Linked DNA regions of Hordeum vulgare: region 1 is linked to region 2. A link is a contact called in public Hi-C data. All regions are on one chromosome and are shown on one strand. Each heading gives the region's core, a stretch centred on a gene start, on an enhancer-like site or on the middle of the called end of the contact. The rest is flanking DNA. Distances are from core to core; before and after follow the strand shown. Region 1 holds the start of LOC123407645 (ABC transporter C family member 8-like). Region 2 holds the start of LOC123409860 (abscisic acid receptor PYL9-like).

Region 1 (2,700 bases), core at 185-2,684, 300 kb after region 2:
CGACGAGCGACAGGCCGACACGGCGATCTCTCTCTTCTTCTTGGTAGCTGTACCGTACGAAGGCAAAGAGCAATATAGGGGAGATGGCTATCGCCAGTGTTCTCATGAAGGCGTAGAAGCCGGCGATCATGATCTCCGTGAGGAAGCACTTGCACAGGACGAGGGCGAGGCCGTTGGATCTCCCGCTCTGCGCCTTGTCCTGCCGGTGGCGGCTCCACGCCTCGGAGAACCTACGTGAGGCCTGCCGTGCGCAGTCCTCGGAGGAGATGAGCGGGATGTCGGCGAGGTCTAGTGCTTTTGTGCGGCCGAGGCGGAGCAGAGGGTTCAGCCACGAGAAGGCGAGCTGGCTGAACAGGCCGGCCCGGTAGAGCTCCGAGTCGTGCACCGCCTTGTCAATCAAGGGCTCGGACAGGCCGTCGTCGTCCTTGTGGCCACGGCTCCGCCGGAGCAGCAGCGAGCCGAGGGCGCAGAGCAGGAGGAGGAAGTTGACCGCCCACGCGACAGCCTCCGCGACGTCGAGCACGTGGCCCATGGCAAGGACCTCCGCATTGTACGCGGTGATCAGCAGCGAGAAGAGCGTCCACCAGAGAACGGCCACGGCGCTCGCCGGCCTCGTCGGCTGGAGGTGCAACGAGGCGGCCACGGCCACCCACACCAGCGCCCTGACGACGGAAGCCGTGGTGACCGCCGCGTCCGCGGAGCCCCCGAACGCGGCGACGGCGTACGTCGCCGCGACGGCCACGCAGCACGCGGAAACCGCGGCCACCCCCCACCGCCGCCATGCGCCGCCGCTTCTCCCCCGCCCATCCCACCGCCCCGTGACGCAGGCCGCGAGCAGCGCGGAGGCGTAGGCGACGAGGAGCACACCATTGACGCAGTCGACCAGACCCCTCTGCACGCACGGCGACGCGAGGGTGAGCCCGCCGCCGTCCTCCCGCCCGCAAGTCCACGAGGGCGACCAGCCTGCCACACACACATCCAATCCAAGCAATAAACCAAATGACGATAAGCGAAGCTGGACGCACGCAGCATCAAGAATCAGGAAGGGTTTACAAGAAGAGAGGAAGCTTCATCTCGTCTCCCCCCTTACCGAGAAAGGCCATGGCCGGATGGCCCAGCTTATCGGCCGTCCCTGCGCCCGGCATCGCATGCAGCGGCCGACGCGTCGCCTATTCCTGGGCAGGGCGTACGGGGAGGAGGGAAGCCAGCCACTTGTTTATAGCAGCACTCTGAGCCCCAGCCACCAGCCGAGTGCGTGCGTCCACGTACGTATATTCGCTCGCACACGGACGCGGGTATGGACAGAGATACAGACGGAGGATGTTGTTTGAGATGGATAGCGGTAGAGAAGACTGCTCCGGGCTGGCTGTGGTGGCCGGAGGACGCCCTGCAAAACTCGGACTTGTCCGCCGTCGCTTTCAGCCGCGAACTCGTGGGGAGGAGGAGGAAGAAGAAGAGCAAGTCGCACGCTTGCGGCCTCGGCGTCTCCTTGTCGTTTTCCTCGTACAGGCAGTCCGTCCGGCTGGTCTGCGTATGGCGTGACGTGGCAACGGATGGCTGGCATGGCAGGGCGCATTCATTTCGTCGCAGACGTGGCGTGAGACGGAAGGTGTCTACTACTGTTGTTTAAAAAAAAACGTTGATAGTTGATCTATCAAATTCATCGACCAGGAGAAGAAAGATTGATCCAGTTTACAAGAAAACCAGACCTAAAAACCATATAAATGATGTTTTTGGCAATAACACATCCTCAAGAACCATAGGTCCATCTGACCGGATCCACCTCCAAAACGATGCCCTCAAAAGGAAACACGACGTCGGATAGCGACGCCATCGTTCGATCTAAACTAGATCAAGGGTTTCTCCTAGAACACCATAAGAAAGGTAAGGTCGGAGCAGCTAAACCGATGCCTCCAACAAGAAGCGCCGCCATAAGGCGCCGCCATCGATTACTTTGGCCATAACCGGAGTACGACTTTGGTCGACCGTCACACCTATACAACTCGAGCCCAGTATCCGATCAACCTACACACCAAACCACTACCCCTGTCTTCACGGCAAAAGGGGTCTACTACTGTGGTCGTGGTTGTGAGAGATCTTTCAAAGTGGTCCTGGAGCGATATGAGCCGTGGATTTCACATGATCCGACGGCTAATATAGGATTTTCACCTCGAGTTAGTAAGATGTTGTGGATGATCGTGAGGGATAAGTACAGGATTTTCACTTCCACCGCGCCGACAAAACATGATGAAGGCAAATAAGGAAAGATATGTCAAGAGAATCTATTTTTGGAAGGAGAGATCACAAAATGTATGGAGAATATCGCCTGCTTATTTTGTTGTACTTACCATATTGGTACGGCAAAAAATTACCATCAGACGACCAGGAATAATGTAGTATCCTCTTGAGTAAGATATTTTCTATTTTAATTTGTAATAGAGACGGACAACGCCCTGAGAGCGATGCATAAGTTTCTTCAACCACACATTTACGTGTCATTTCGGGGTATATCATTGTACTGCATGTCTCGAGACGAAATCAAGCAAATAGTACAAACAGCGTGGGAGTGACGGTGCCTGCGCTGGGGATCGAGGAACAAGCGAAGCGGAGAAGGTGCGTACGTACGGGGGCCAATTATACAGCGACATAAATGGAGAGTGAGGCCTACGCCAACGACCAAGGTAGTAGTCCTATGCGCGT
Region 2 (2,713 bases), core at 56-2,555:
CTAGTCGCATTACTAAACTACAAAGGTGCAACAAATCTTCTTCAAAATCATGAACATGAGCACCGAACTGGTGGCATTGCATACCTACAACTATCATGTGAACACAACACTAGCATAAATGAACTACATAGTTTAGAAACTTGGCACTAATTTATCTATCACAAATATCTAGGACAAAACCCTAGCCCTAAATTGATTGATAGACACTGGCAAACAACTTCCAATTGCAAATTCACCGAGGAATCATAGGCTGAAGTTCCTACTTTATCGGCCTAAAGCCCTACTTTACCACACAAAACCCTAGCCTCAAATCATCGCCCAAAAATTTAGCTTTACTACGCGGCAAGAACCATAGCCACACCCTAGCACTAGACAACCATGAATCGACCTCAAAACAGAACGATTTGTCTGTGTTGTTGACAACGAGCACAGGACGAACAAAGCACACGGATGCGAGGAGAGAAATATGTCCAATTTAATTCAGGTGGGTTGCAATGCGATGGAATAATAATAGCGATAGGGGGGTTATGCAATATGTGTGGCGACGACTCGCTTGGCCACCTGGGCGCCACTTGGCTCTCTCTGATTGGCTTAGGACTGAATAATCACATTTGTTGCAAGTTTGACGATGATGGGATGTAATTTTGTAAGTATTGCAAGTATATGACTAAAGCATCACATCCTAGACAATTTCTTGGACATGGTACTTTTAACTCTTACTCCCTCGTTCATAAATATTTATTTTTCTAAAGATTCAACTACGAACTACATACGAAGCAAAATGAATGAATTTACACTCTAAAATATGTCTATATATATCTGTATGTAGTCCATAGTGAAATCTTTAAAAAAAGAAATATTTAGGAACGGAGGGGTAGGTTATAGGGCCAAAACTACCGTGTCAATATTTTAGTCATGACCAGAGACTTATCTTTGTTTACATCATGACCAATTCTTTTTGGCAGGTCAATGCTCCCTTGCCCACTCTAGCTTATTTTTCTTCGCTAGTGTTAGCAGATCATGGGCCAGTAAAACCTCAACCAGAAATTTAATTAGTCAAATAATTTAGTGAGAGAAGCCTAGGCTAAAACCAAACGCACGTTACCAACCTGCTCGCCCACTGACATAACCCAAGGAGAAGAGAAACCATGAGTGTGTGGACGTTGTTTCCCAAACGCAAACCCACGCACGCACGCTGGCACCAATTCATCGTCTGTACAATCCTCGAGTGAAAAAGTTGCTGCTTGTCGGCTTCCTCGTAACCCGCGCCTTGCTAGCTACCTCTCCCTCCCTCCCTCCCTCCCTCCCGCTCCATACCCCGTGCATGGATGTCGATCGGTCGCTCCCCTCTCCCTCGCCCTCCCCCCACGTCCTCAGGTATATAACCATCCCAGCCATCCCCCATCCCCAACCCCATCAGGAAACAGAGAAGGAGAGGGAGAGACTACGGAGAGATACTACTGTGGTAGCTAGCTGGATTTTGGGAGACAGTGCGTTCTTGTGCGTGTGGTGATGGAGGCGCACATGGAGCGGGCGCTGCGGGAGGGGGTGACGGAGGCGGAGCGGGCGGCGCTGGAGGGGACGGTGCGGGCGCACCACACCTTCCCGGGGCGGGCGCCGGGGGCCACCTGCACGTCGCTGGTGGCGCAGCGCGTGGCGGCGCCTGTGCGCGCGGTGTGGCCCATCGTGCGCAGCTTCGGCAACCCGCAGCGGTACAAGCACTTCGTGCGCACCTGCGCGCTCGCGGCCGGCGACGGGGCCAGCGTCGGCAGCGTCCGGGAGGTCACCGTCGTGTCCGGCCTCCCGGCCTCCACCAGCACCGAGCGCCTCGAGATCCTCGACGACGACCGCCACATCCTCAGCTTCAGCGTCGTCGGCGGTGAGCACCGCCTCCGCAACTACCGCTCCGTCACCTCCGTCACCGAGTTCCAGCCGGGCCCCTACTGCGTCGTCGTCGAGTCCTACGTCGTCGACGTGCCCGACGGCAACACCGAGGAGGACACCAGGATGTTCACCGACACCGTCGTCAAGCTCAACCTCCAGAAGCTCGCCTCCGTCGCCGAGGAGTCCGGCGCGGCGCCTGGCTCGCGGCGGCGGGACTAGAACTAGAAGAGACGAGAGCTCCCGGCAGTTCGTGGTGGGACCGCGCAACCTGGCGTGGTGGTGGCGGCGGCCGGACGGCGCCGCGGTTGTTAGTTGGAGTACTCTGCTATTTCGCACCCTTTTCCTTTTCTGTTTGTTTTCTTCGCCCCTTTTTCCATTGGTGTCGAAAAGAGCCTTCGGCGTAAGCAAGCAGCCTCCTTTTCTTGTGTATTATCATCATCTTTGTTCTTTTCTCCGGCTGCCGTTTGTGCAATTTCTGAGTTCCTGATGGCTGGCGACAACGATGCTCAACAGGGGAAAAACTCAAGTGGCTGTTGCCGGTTGCTCTCAACAAGATGGCGTTGCCCTCATATTTTTACATTTCATCTTTGTACCGCAAATACAATAGTGTTCTCATCCTAATCAATGTGCAAAGTATTCAACGTCTCGGAACTAGATCCTCGGCACTACTCGCTCCGTTCCTAAATATAAGTCTTTTTAAAGGTTTCATTAAAAATCTACATATAAATGTATATAGACATACTTTAGAGTGTACATTCATTTATTTTGTTTTGTATGTAGTCTACTGGTAAAAAAATTTAAAAGACATATATTTAAGAACAGAGGGAGT

What was found. Hi-C and Micro-C count contacts between places; a contact is called where the count stands out from the background.
Region 1: a Hi-C map of seedling shows a contact between it and region 2, with 2.6 times the contacts expected there. The contact joins the promoter of LOC123407645 here to the promoter of LOC123409860 in region 2. A contact is called at or near these places in 2 of 6 Hi-C or Micro-C datasets (leaf and seedling).

Annotation. Positions count from the first base shown.
Region 1 is chr7H:513,815,911-513,818,610 of MorexV3_pseudomolecules_assembly, forward strand. It overlaps LOC123407645 (ABC transporter C family member 8-like), which reads right to left and starts at 1,435. Exons shown (of 13, transcript XR_006612648.1): 1 at 1,091-1,435; 2 at 1-963.
Region 2 is chr7H:513,513,857-513,516,569 of MorexV3_pseudomolecules_assembly, forward strand. LOC123409860 (abscisic acid receptor PYL9-like) reads left to right here and starts at 1,306. Exons shown (of 1, transcript XM_045102730.1): 1 at 1,306-2,535. The coding sequence starts at 1,513. The coding sequence ends at 2,103.